Linked DNA regions of Ovis canadensis: region 1 is linked to region 2. The links are chromatin contacts, called in public Hi-C maps. All regions are on one chromosome and are shown on one strand. Each heading gives the region's core, a stretch centred on a gene start, on an enhancer-like site or on the middle of the called end of the contact. The rest is flanking DNA. Distances are from core to core; before and after follow the strand shown. Region 1 overlaps RASSF5 (Ras association domain family member 5). Region 2 holds the start of RASSF5 (Ras association domain family member 5).

Region 1 (5,450 bases), core at 127-2,626, 66 kb before region 2:
CACACCCGGCCCTCAGCGCGGAGATGCGCTGACGCCCTTTTTCCATCACAGCGTGTTCCGCGGGCCTGTCTGCCCCTCTCTGCTCTTCTCCGAGGAGGCTGGTCAGAAGAGCACTGTGCCTCCACACACCATCTCTTACACACTAAATGTGCTGTTCCTATTTTACAGGTTACAGACAGAAGCTCTGCCGGGTTGAGAAACGCGTGTGGTCCCACTGCTGGTAAGCATCTGCGTGGGGCCCGGCGCCCAGCCCCTCAAGTCTGCCTGAGAGTGCTCTGCTCACCACGTGGTCACCACGTGGTCACCCCAGGACAGCCCACGTCTGCCGCCCCCACGGTGACCACTGAAACTGCACGCTCCGAGGCGGGGATGAGCAGCCTCCTCACCAAGACCGATACATCACTGACCTGTGAAATGTTCAGCTAAGATGTGTCTGATTGGTGGGTCCCCAGAAGCCTCAGGACCTGGGGCCACCGTGTCACCCGTGAAGATGTCAAGAAGGGACTTCTGTCTCCCAGCAGGAGGCGACAGGATTCCAGGAAAGGGCTCGCCCCTCTCCTGTGTGGCCACTCGGATCCCTGGGACAGGACCCTGAGTCCATCAAGGACCACTCAGGAGGAGTAGTTCCTGGGGGACTCCCTTTTGCTGGAGAGGAGCAGCAGCTGGTGTGAGCCGCACATCCGTCTTCACTCGCTGTCGACGTGCTCCCCAGGGACCCTCACAGTAAAGCATCTCATTCCTTGTCCCTCCCCACTTAGTTCCTGGAGACCTCACCCCAGCCCCCAACCTGCTGGGCACCTCTCTACAGGACCGGGTGAGCCTGCTGCCCTCTGGGAGCTTCCAGTCAGAAAAGCCAGCATCCAGTTATTATTACACACGCTCCATTCCGCTCATCTACGAAACATGCAGGCTCCTGCTCCTTAGGGGTTAACAGCCTTCTCAGGCTCCTCTATAAAAAAGAGCTAAGTGATGGAGAGAAAAGTCTAGCAGCTCCTAGAAGATCTCTCTTGGTTTCCAAATGAGCAACAGCCATTTCCCTGTTAGAAAGGGCAGCTGCATCATGGCTTTCAAAGGCCAGCGTTCCAGACTGTTTTTGAACAGTAAGGGTCAGAGCGGCCTTAACCTAAAGATCTTCCTTCCTGTTCTCTTTCCCATCAGCAGACCATCTATCCCTCGCTTCCCACCACAAACCTGGGGAAGTGACGCAAGCGGCTGTGGGCAGCCTCCGCGGGGCTGACGCAGAAGACAGCCCCATCCGGGAGTGCCAGGAGCCCTGTCTGGCCGGCACGCTCGATCTCCCAGCCTCAGACGGCAGCACCCCAGGCCGCTACCCACACCAGGGCTGGCAGACAAGATCTAACCCGTGGACTGAATGAATCAGCTCCTGAAGCAGCCAATCAGCCAGCCAGGCACCGCCAGCACCGCCTGCTCCCCTTTCCCATTCCAGAGAGGGCAGAAATTCTAGACCAGTGCTTCTTAAACTTGCTGCACGTGGACTCCTCTGGGGGAGCCTCAGAAACACACCACCACCTGGGCTCCCTCCTGGAGGTTCTGATTTAAGTGGTCTGGGGTGCAGCCTGAGCAGACGGATTTTAAAAATCTCCCAGGTGATGCTAACGTGCAGCAGTGTTGGGAAAGAACTCCCAGGCAATTTCAGACCTCCAGGGTTGCCATCCAGCTGCAGGGTTAACACTTTGGCACCCACAGATATCCACTGCCCCCAAGGTTTACCAAGAAGGCAATATCCAGTGTCTGTAGTCTTCAGAAGGTAAGTCAAAGACCCCACTTTCTATTCACCTGCCGAATTCTCAGATCCTCAAAGTGAAAGATTTGCCTCCATCTTTGGCTACGAAGCTAGAAGCCAGACAGACAGTTTTGTTTCTGGGAGTGGCCCAAGATGGAGACAGAATGGGAGACTGACTCTGCTATGGTTTTAAAGATACAGGCATTCTCCTGCGAGGTGTCTCTCCCAGGAGGCTGACACATCTCGGTGTCTCCTGCATGGATGCTCTGATGAAGCTCCTGGCGTGGGTGGCAGATGGTTGAGCTGTTCCTAATGCACCCAGCACATCCAGGGCACTGGTGAAAGCAGATTTGTGTTCCCATGTCCTAAGCCATGGCAAGGGCGGCGTCCTCTCTTAACTCTCAGTGTTATTGGGGTACAGCCAGGTGAAGAGGCTGGGTGCTAGGCCTCAGAGTAGAGACACGTCCTGAAACAGTGATCCTCAGACTTTTCAGTTTAAGTACCCATTACACCAAAAGAAGAGAGGACCATCCTCTGGTGGTCTGGGGCCCATCTCAGAGCAGATTTACCCCAAGCTGAATTTTACTTTAAGAAAAAACCCAAACACTGGCGAATCTTGCATTTCGATCAATGACATAAAGTCTTAATTTGGGTCACTGGGAAGTGACCCAGTGAGCTGAGAAGACTCTGAGCGAAGCTGGTGGCTTTTAGTCTCCCCTGATGCAATGGAGGAGGAAATGGCACCCCACTCCAGTGTTCTTGCCTGGAGAATCCCAGGGACAGAGGAGCCTGGTGGGCTGCTGTCTATGGGGTCGCACGGGGTCGAACATGACTGAAGTGACTTAGCAGCAGCAGCAGCTGAACACAGGGAGGCCCACAAAGCCCCAGCAACGAGGGGGACCCCCCAGAGTGAGGAGGGCGCTGAGGAGAACCTGCGAGAGCCATTAGAATATTCAGGCCTTTTTTTTTTTTCTGGACCTAAATCACAAACCATATTTTTTTTTTGCCAGAAATTTCACTTTCCCTGTTTTTAAATTCATCCGCCTCTTCTTGCACACTGCGTTCACCGTCTTACTCCGGTCTGTCTAAAGTCCCTCAGCTGTCAAGGCCTCTCATGATGTCAGGTCCCTCAGATGTCAAGGCTGAGCATCTCAGCCCTGAATGATAACAACGATGCTTTACTGCTATTTCCTGGCCAGCTCTGAGCGGGCACTGTTCTTCTCACTTAGCCTGTACTGTTGGCTCATTTCACTCTCGCCACAAGTTTATGAGAAATGTACACTTACTATGCTCATTTCACAGATGAGGAAACAGGCTCGGGAAGGTTAAAGCTAACCTACATCCAAAGCTAACACTATACTGTCCTGCACTTAAATCCCATCTACTTATACTAACCTCCGAGTAGACCACCCAGCTTGGTTTTTCTCCCCAACTAGGTTGCAGCTCCCTAACGACTTACACCATACTTAGGTCTCTGCTCTCTGCCCAGGTGGCCCTGGGCATGAAGCAGATAATAAATGTTTGCTCAAGAACCTGCAATGGCCCCATTCCTATGTGGGGGGAAAGCAGTCTCACTTTCTGCTAGGAATTACAGTGCAGTGAGGCTGGCACTGCAGTCTGGACTGAGTTCTGTGAGAGAAGCACCTGTCTTCCCCACCGTGGACCCCCAGAGCCGAGTTCCAGCTTGGCACAGGTGAGAGGCTCAGGCAACACCTTCAGGATGAGCACGAGCCTGTGTTCCGATTCTGACTCCCACTGCTAACAAAGTGATCTCGAGAGAGTTTGAGCATGTCTTTAAGCCTTCGCTTCCTCATTTCTGTAAATCATTTATTGTCTCATACGGAAGTAAAGGTAAAGCCAAACAAAACAGGGGGCATCCTGGAAATGAGCGAACCCATCCAAAGACATGCGCTCTATTACTCCAGGCATATAAAGTCCCACCTCCGTGAGCCAAGCTCATTTCTCACTTTCCTGGAGCACTCCCTTTGGACTGGCCCCTGTGCCCAAGAGTTTGTTCATTCCTTTCTCTACACTAGTGCTTAGTAAATTTTCTGTGAAGGCCAGGCAGCAAACATTTCAGGCTCTGCACTCTATCTAGTCTCCGTTGCTACTTAGCTCTGTTGTGGTAGCAGACCGTGATCACAGAATGAGTGTAGTTTCAATAAAACTTTATTTGTGGATTCCGGCCCATGGACAGTGGTCCGCCACCTCTGTTCTACTCTGCTGTCTGTGTGGTCTCTGCCTGGAATTCACGACCCCTACCTCCCCTAGTCCCATCTTCTCTGTGTAGGACGTTTCTCGGGCCTGCTGCTATCTCATTCTCTGCTCTCCTCATCTCTTAGATCCCTGACACTTGAATTCCCCAGTGGAGAAAGGCACATACAGGTGTGAACTGGTCCCCACCTTCTCCTGAGAGCATGGTTGTATTGAGAGGCAGGCGTTTGCAGTGTGTTTCCTCCCACCACCAGTGGAGGGGCCTTTGGCAACTTCACTCTCACTTGTGGACACTCCACAAGTAGACAAAGGCTTTTCACTTTATCAGAGTTCTCTCTCTCCATCCTTCCCTCATGAGGAGGTAGCAAGCTGGCTGAGGAAAGGTGCAGGCACGCTCACCACTGGCTCAGAGACACTCCCAGACACCAGCCCCACGACCTCAGAGCCTCAGATTCCCGTCGGAGCAAACCTGCAAATCCCCATATGCCATGGACCTCTGCAGCTGCCTGCTAACGTTACCTCCAACACTCCAAGAACCTGTGGAGGTGACTTCACAGCCTGTATGGCTACGTCAGCACCGAATTATGCACTGCCTTCTATTGTTTAATTATTGTTCCACATGTGTTAATTCCAGCTCTCCAGTTAGACACTCCCTGGAGGGAGTCAGATGTGACATCTGATGATTAGTCTTCTTTTGCAGCCCCTGCAGGGGCTCAGTGGAGAACTAGGATGACCTCCAAGGACATGACAGATAAATAAATACCTGCTGATTGAGCGGCAGGCAAAGAGTGGACTAGCTAAGGTGGTACTCAGCCCGGCAAGGGCACCAGCCACGTCCAGGGGCACCTCACACCGACCTGTGCCACGAGGGGCACGTGCCAAGAAGGTGTGGGCTGCGTGTGAAGCTGTCAGCTCTCGGCAGCTTCTTGCTGAGGATGAACACAAGACCAGCAAGTGACCTGTGACCTCTGGTGAGTCAATTCCCCTCCCAGGGCCTCAGTTTCCTCACCTGTGAAATGAAGTCAGACCAGAGAAGCTCGAAGGCCCCTCTGCAACGCTAAGATTTTGCACAGCAGGTGGCACAGGGTGGTTTCTTTCATCACCGCTTCCTCTTCTGCTTCAGAGAGCGGGGTGTGGGCTGGCGGCCTCTTGGAGGAGCGCTGGGGCTGGATGGTCCAAGCTGCGGCAGTGATGATGGGTCTACGGCCGTGCTCAGGACCTGCCCGACGTTTCTCCATGACTTGACTTTGCTCCTTCCTGGCCACTGGCTTCTCTGTGTGTCTGCCAGACCCCACGCTGCCCGAGTTCGAGCAGGTCCACACCTTCTGAAGTCACATAGTTCAAGAAAGCAAAACAAAAACTCTCCCGGAAGCCGGTCACCAGGAGCCTTTGCCACATTTCCTCTTTCTTAGCTCTTAGCAAATCTGTCGGCAGCAATTCTTGTGCCCCTTGGGTGGAAACCATCTCTAGCCTCTGTCTGGGAAGAGAGCCT
Region 2 (5,445 bases), core at 1,448-3,947:
TCACTCAGTTGTGTCCGACTCTGAGACCCCATGGAATTCTCCAGGCCAGGATACTGGAATGGGTAGCCTTTCCCTTCTCCAGGGGATCTTTCCAACCCAGAGATCGAACCCAGGTCTCCTGCATTGCAGGCAGATTCTTTACCAGCTGAGCCACAAGGGAAGCCCTGCATAAATTCATTTAACCATGGAGTATCACGCATATACACAAATAAACACAGAGACACCATTATCAATAACAGCCCCACAAGTCGTAAAACTATATGCCAAATGTTCAACAATTGATACAGTCCTCCAGTGTCTTTTCCACTCTTACTTTTAAACTTTTCTCGGTTTTTGCCATGCTGCACGGCTTGCAATATATTGTTTCCCGATGAGGGATCGAACCCCGCAGCGGAAGCACCGAGTCCTAACCACTGGACTAACTGGAAGTCCTCAGTGTCCTAATACAAACTAGAATTCCAGTGAAGCAGCTGTCCTGGGATTCCAGCACATTAAAACCCATTACAAAGAGGATACTGCCTCTCTATGTTACTGTCGGGAGGCAGTCAAGTACCCCAGGGCCCTTGAGAGGGCAGAAGCTGCAAACACATCTGTGGGAAAGTTGCATTTGATTCTGCTGAAGGTCAGGGCGATTTGCCGAGTGACAGCAGCCCTCCGCCCACATCACACATTTCTGTGTCCATCCCCCTTTCCTTATTAATTAGCACCTGAACTGAGTTCTGATGGTGGCGGGAGCAGAACCCACCCCCACCTCCCACACTCCTCTTCCGCTCGATCCTGGCTTCGAGTCTGAGCTCTGCTTCCCTGAAGCCAGCTGCAGTGGGGAGCACACTGAGCAGCCTCGGCTGGGGACTGCAGAGAGGCCGGGCCAGGCTTTCCTGATGAGGGCGTAATAGCTGCTGCTGCACAGTGCTACAGCTGGATGGGAGATGGGGGCTGCTGTCATGAGGGAAGAGGCTTGACTGAAAGATGCAACCCCAGGCCATTTCCAGAGAGGCTTTCTAGACGCTGTACCATCGTCTGCACTTTGTGCTTCAGATATTTAAAATACCTATATAAACACATACGCACATGGGGGTGGGTATCGTCAAATATGACCACAGCAAATATGGGGTGGGGAACAAGAAAAGAAGAAATCTATTTTTCTAGAGAAATCTAATAGGAAAAAAATCTATATTTCTAGATAAGTCTAACAGGAAAATCTATTTTTCTAGATAAATCTAATAGGAAAAGAAGAAAAGAAACATCACTGAAGAAATATACACACCTAACTGCTGGAAGAGAAAAATAACAAACCCCCAAGAAGACCGCAAATGTGCTCAGAAAATCTATACGGTGGATGTCCAGTGTTTTATAGTCAGGCTTTGAGAAGATTCTGGCTCAGAGGAGGAGGCTGGAGGGACCTGAGAGCTCTGGGGAGAGTGAGACAGGGCAGGTAGTTGGGGAATTCTCGAGCCTGATGCCTGGTGCAGTAGCCAGTAGGAGGAAGGGGAGGAAGCAGGGCCCAGCCAAACATCAGAGCAGAGGGCAAAGGTCCGAGCGGCCAGAGGTGGAAGGCCGGAGAGGGCATGGATCCAGGGTCACTTCACCCTCTTCTCAAGCCTCATGGCCTCTGTCCATCCAAAGCCCAACCAGGTCTCTTCCCTGTCCCCACAGGTCACCCTGGAGGAAGGGTGTACCACAGGCAGGCAGACAAAGTTATCTGCCATTGTCCTAATAAGCAGGGGCCAAACGGTCATCTCAAGAGTAGCCTCACAACCCACTCTCAAGAAGCTACAAAAAAGCAAGAGAGGGCCCTGGAGACAAGGGAATGATCTGGTAGCATCAGGCATCAACCCCAGCCTCTGTGTGTGTGTGTCTGTGTGTGTGTGTCTGTGTGTGTGTCTGTGTGTGTGTGCGTGTGTGTGTGTGTGTGTGTGTGTGTACTGGCTGTTTCTGGAGAGGGGCAAGGCGCGCACCTGTCAGAGGAAGAGGTGTTTGTTAAATATCGCATAAGCATACCTAAGGGCACTAAGGAGCAGAGTGTGTCCAGGGGCTACCTCCCTCGGTGAAACCCCCGGTCTCCCCTGGAGCCGGAGCGGGCAGCGCCCCCTCTCGGCTCGCCCCAGCCCGCTCGCTCGCAGCCTCTCGCGGGCGGGCTGCGGTCTTCCCGCGCCCCCCAGCCCCGCCCCGCCCGGACCCTCACACTTACTAGCGCAGCGCAGCGCGCGCCGCCACACCTCTCGCCCGCACAGGTCGCACCAGCCGCGGCCGCCCCGCAGCGCCAGTTCCACGAAACAGTGGCCCTCGCCTCGCTCCGCCGGGACGCGGGGGTCCTGCGGCTGCTCGAAGATGCTGCGCACGTCGCGGGGCCGGGGCGCGCCAGGCCGCCGCCGCAGTCTCTGCTGCAGACCAGGCCGGAGAGGGCGAGCGGGTCGCGAGGCCCGGGGCTGGGGCTCCGGGTCCCCCCGGGCGGCCCTCCGGGCACCGCGTCTCTCGTGCGCCCCTGGCGCAGTGGAGAGGGGCGCGGGGGCGCAGCGGCGCGAGGAGTGGCCCGGCGGCGGCGGCGGCGGCGGCAGTTCGGGGCCGCTCAGGCTCTGCAGATAGCGCGGCGGTTCTGGCTCCAAGAGCAGCCGGTACGGGCGCTGCCCGATGGCCGGGGACGCCATGGCCATGCCGGGCGGCTCTCCGCGCTGGCGCTCCTCCCGAGTCCGCCTCGAGAGCGGGGCGGCCCCAGACCGGCGCGCCTTTAAAGGGGCCGCAGCCGGCGGGGCGGGGCGGGGGCGGGGAGACCTCGGAGAGGCAGGAAGGACGACCCACGGGAACCACCGACCGCCCTGAACAGGGGCGGCAGTGGGGGACGCCTGGGCGAGTGTGGATTCCGGGGAGTCTTCAGGTAGCCGGGGCAGCTGAAGGGTTGCACGTGGAAAGCTTCTTACAGGACAACTCGGAAGAGGCTTTCTGTGGGAGCCTCCTGCCTTCAGCCCTCCTCTCCTCTCTCCCATCCTTCACCCCAACCCCAGATTTTCACCCGCCAACCCCAGGTTCCCACGCCCCCAATCCACAGTCCAACCCGCCCCGAGGAGGGAGCGGGCCGGAGGGAAGGGCTTAGAAACGGAGAATGGGGGTCCAGCGAGACGTCCGCCGGCTCAGAGTCGGCCCGCTGGCCTCCCGGTTTTCACGCGCCCCCCGGCCCTTCCCCTCCGGCGCTCGCCGCAGTCCGCCGCCCCCGCGCGCCCCGAGCCCGGCGCACGCAGGGGATGCCCGGCTGCGGCTCGCGGGCCCACGGCGGCTCCGAGTCCCGTGACGGCGGGGGACGCTTCCGATGCTGATGGCAGCGGGCTGTCCGCGCGCCGCGTCCACCCTGGTTGGATTTCCCCTTTCGCAGCAGCCCTGGCCGGTAGGAGAGTCCTTTCCCGGAAGACTGGAGTTCTGGTGATCCTAGGTCCGTGCCAACACTCCGGGCCCCCGTGGGTTGGGAGAGCTTTCCTTTCTAAGTCAAATCTGCCTCTCCCCATAGATGTTCTAGTAATTACTGTGGAAATACCACCACCACCCCCGCCCGCAAAAGCCCTGCTTTGCACCTGGTGTGGACAGCCCGCCTGTGGGACTCAGAGAGAGATTCCTTTCTATCAGTCCGAGGACAGGCTTCACAACCTCCCCACTCCTCTCGATTTTAATGCTCTGCTGTCCTCGCCTTGAAAGCCTTAACAGTTTTTGAACAAAAGGCTAGCATTGTCTTTTAGCCCTGTGTCGCACCAAGTAGGTAAGCGGCCCTGCCCATCTCTTCTGGGTGGGGAACCGGGCTTGCTGGGGCTCCGAACCTGTGTCCCATCACAGACCTGCTGTGTGACCCTGGGTCCTCTCTAGCCTCTGTAGCTTCCTTAGCGGGAAACTGGACTGGGAGTGAGCAGACACTTAACGCTTTGCTCCTCCTCTCTGGTTCCATCACTCTGACTCAGTGGTCACTCGAAAGGTGCGGTTCAATTTGGTTGATTTAGTAGAGGTCACCAGCGAATCAACTTGAGAAACACATGGTCTGAATTCTTCTAGACCTGAGTTGCTCCCTCCCCTTCCCAGGCCAGAGATGGGTCTCCCCCTAGTGTCTTCTAGGGGAATCCTCACTTTTGCTTTTGGATTTCCCCTTGGAGGTTCGTTTTTAGGTGATTCCTAAAATTTCAACAGTCGAGAGGCCAGGGAATGCCCAGCTTGCTTTGGCCCACGGCTTCTCCCTTATGCTGGTGGCAACCATGGATCCTTTGATCCCTAGGTCTCAACCAAAAGTTCTCACCTCATGAGGCCGTTTCTGAGTGCGTGGCAAGAATGTGGCCAAGAGCACAGAGCTGTGAAGCGGAAGGTGGGAGATGGGGGCCTGTGAGCCACAGCCACCCCACTCTGCTCCCCTCCTGCCCCTCTCCTCTCCCCTGTCTGAACCTTGCTTTCTCTCCATCAGTGGTTTTCCAATGCTGCCATACATCACTGTCACCTGGAGGGCTTGTGGAATTACAGATTACCAAGCTCCACCCCCTGAGTTTCTGAGTCAGTTTGTCTGGGCCTGGGGTTTGGGATTTTGTATATTTTTCTTTCCCATTATGGTTTATTACAGGACACTGACCGTAGTTCCCTGTGCTGCGTGGTAGCCATTGACCGTAGTTCCCTTGTTGCTTGCCCATCCTTTATGTAACAGTTTGAGATTTTGCATTTTAAACAAGTTCCCAGGCAGTGTTGACGCTGCTGGCCTATTACTTTAGATCGAAGGTGGCAAGAAGAAAATAGGATTCTCTGTTCTTTGCCCCGCAGAGCAGGTGAAGTTCAGTGGGACACGGCTGAGAAAAACACAGTGGGGGATAATTCTGCAATGTTTCGTTGCAGATGTTGACCCAGAAAAGACCTATTTGCCTTTGTGGTCTTCTTTCCCTCATCTCTCCCACTTCTCCTGCAAGCAGTTCTCGAGAGGCCGTTGCAGAAGCCTGTGTTGTGTATGTTTGCTTGAATCCAGCCTGTATTATCCACCTCTGGCCACAGGCTTGAGACTTGTTTGAAGATCTCTTCCTCCAACCTTGGGAGAGCAGAGGGCTGGGAGAGGCCCAGGGTGTGGGCCAAGCTCGAGCTCTGGTGATAGTCTGATGTGGCAAGGAGAAGCGACCTGGCAGAGTGCGTCACCAAGGAGCCAGTTTTGAGATGCCGTTTGTGAAATTACCACCAATGGCCATTTCTGTCCTCCACCCCCCTCCCCTCAGCATGAGTTTGGGCAGCCCAGCCCAGATTCCTGGGATGGAGAGGCTCACGGGATGAGTGTCTCCTCTGGCCCTGGGAAGCTGAGGACTGTCTGGAATAATCAGGCATAAACCCCTTTGCCCAGGTTCCTGAGCTGGGCAGAAAAGTGCTCCGGTTTAGCTGTCGTGCCCCAGCTCTGATCTGGAGGAGTGCAAGGAGAAAGCGCTCTAGCAGGGCCAGAGCCCTGCA

What was found. Hi-C and Micro-C count contacts between places; a contact is called where the count stands out from the background.
Region 1: a contact with region 2 is called in a Hi-C map of fibroblasts, with 2.9 times the contacts expected there. The contact joins the enhancer-like site here to the promoter of RASSF5 in region 2. A contact is called at or near these places in 2 of 2 Hi-C or Micro-C datasets (fibroblasts and lung).

What each region holds. Positions count from the first base shown.
Region 1 is chr12:15,335,702-15,341,151 of ARS-UI_OviCan_v2, reverse strand. All of the region lies in intron 2 of RASSF5 (Ras association domain family member 5), which reads right to left. Among named protein-coding and RNA genes, the nearest start is that of EIF2D, 35 kb to the left of the region's middle. Within about 2 kb of position 1,376, the one cell type or tissue checked has open chromatin away from gene starts, as enhancers often do. A contact at or near this core is called in fibroblasts, where this site is marked.
Region 2 is chr12:15,271,507-15,276,951 of ARS-UI_OviCan_v2, reverse strand. It overlaps RASSF5 (Ras association domain family member 5), which reads right to left and starts at 2,697. Exons shown (of 6, transcript XM_069545272.1): 1 at 2,192-2,697. The coding sequence starts at 2,654.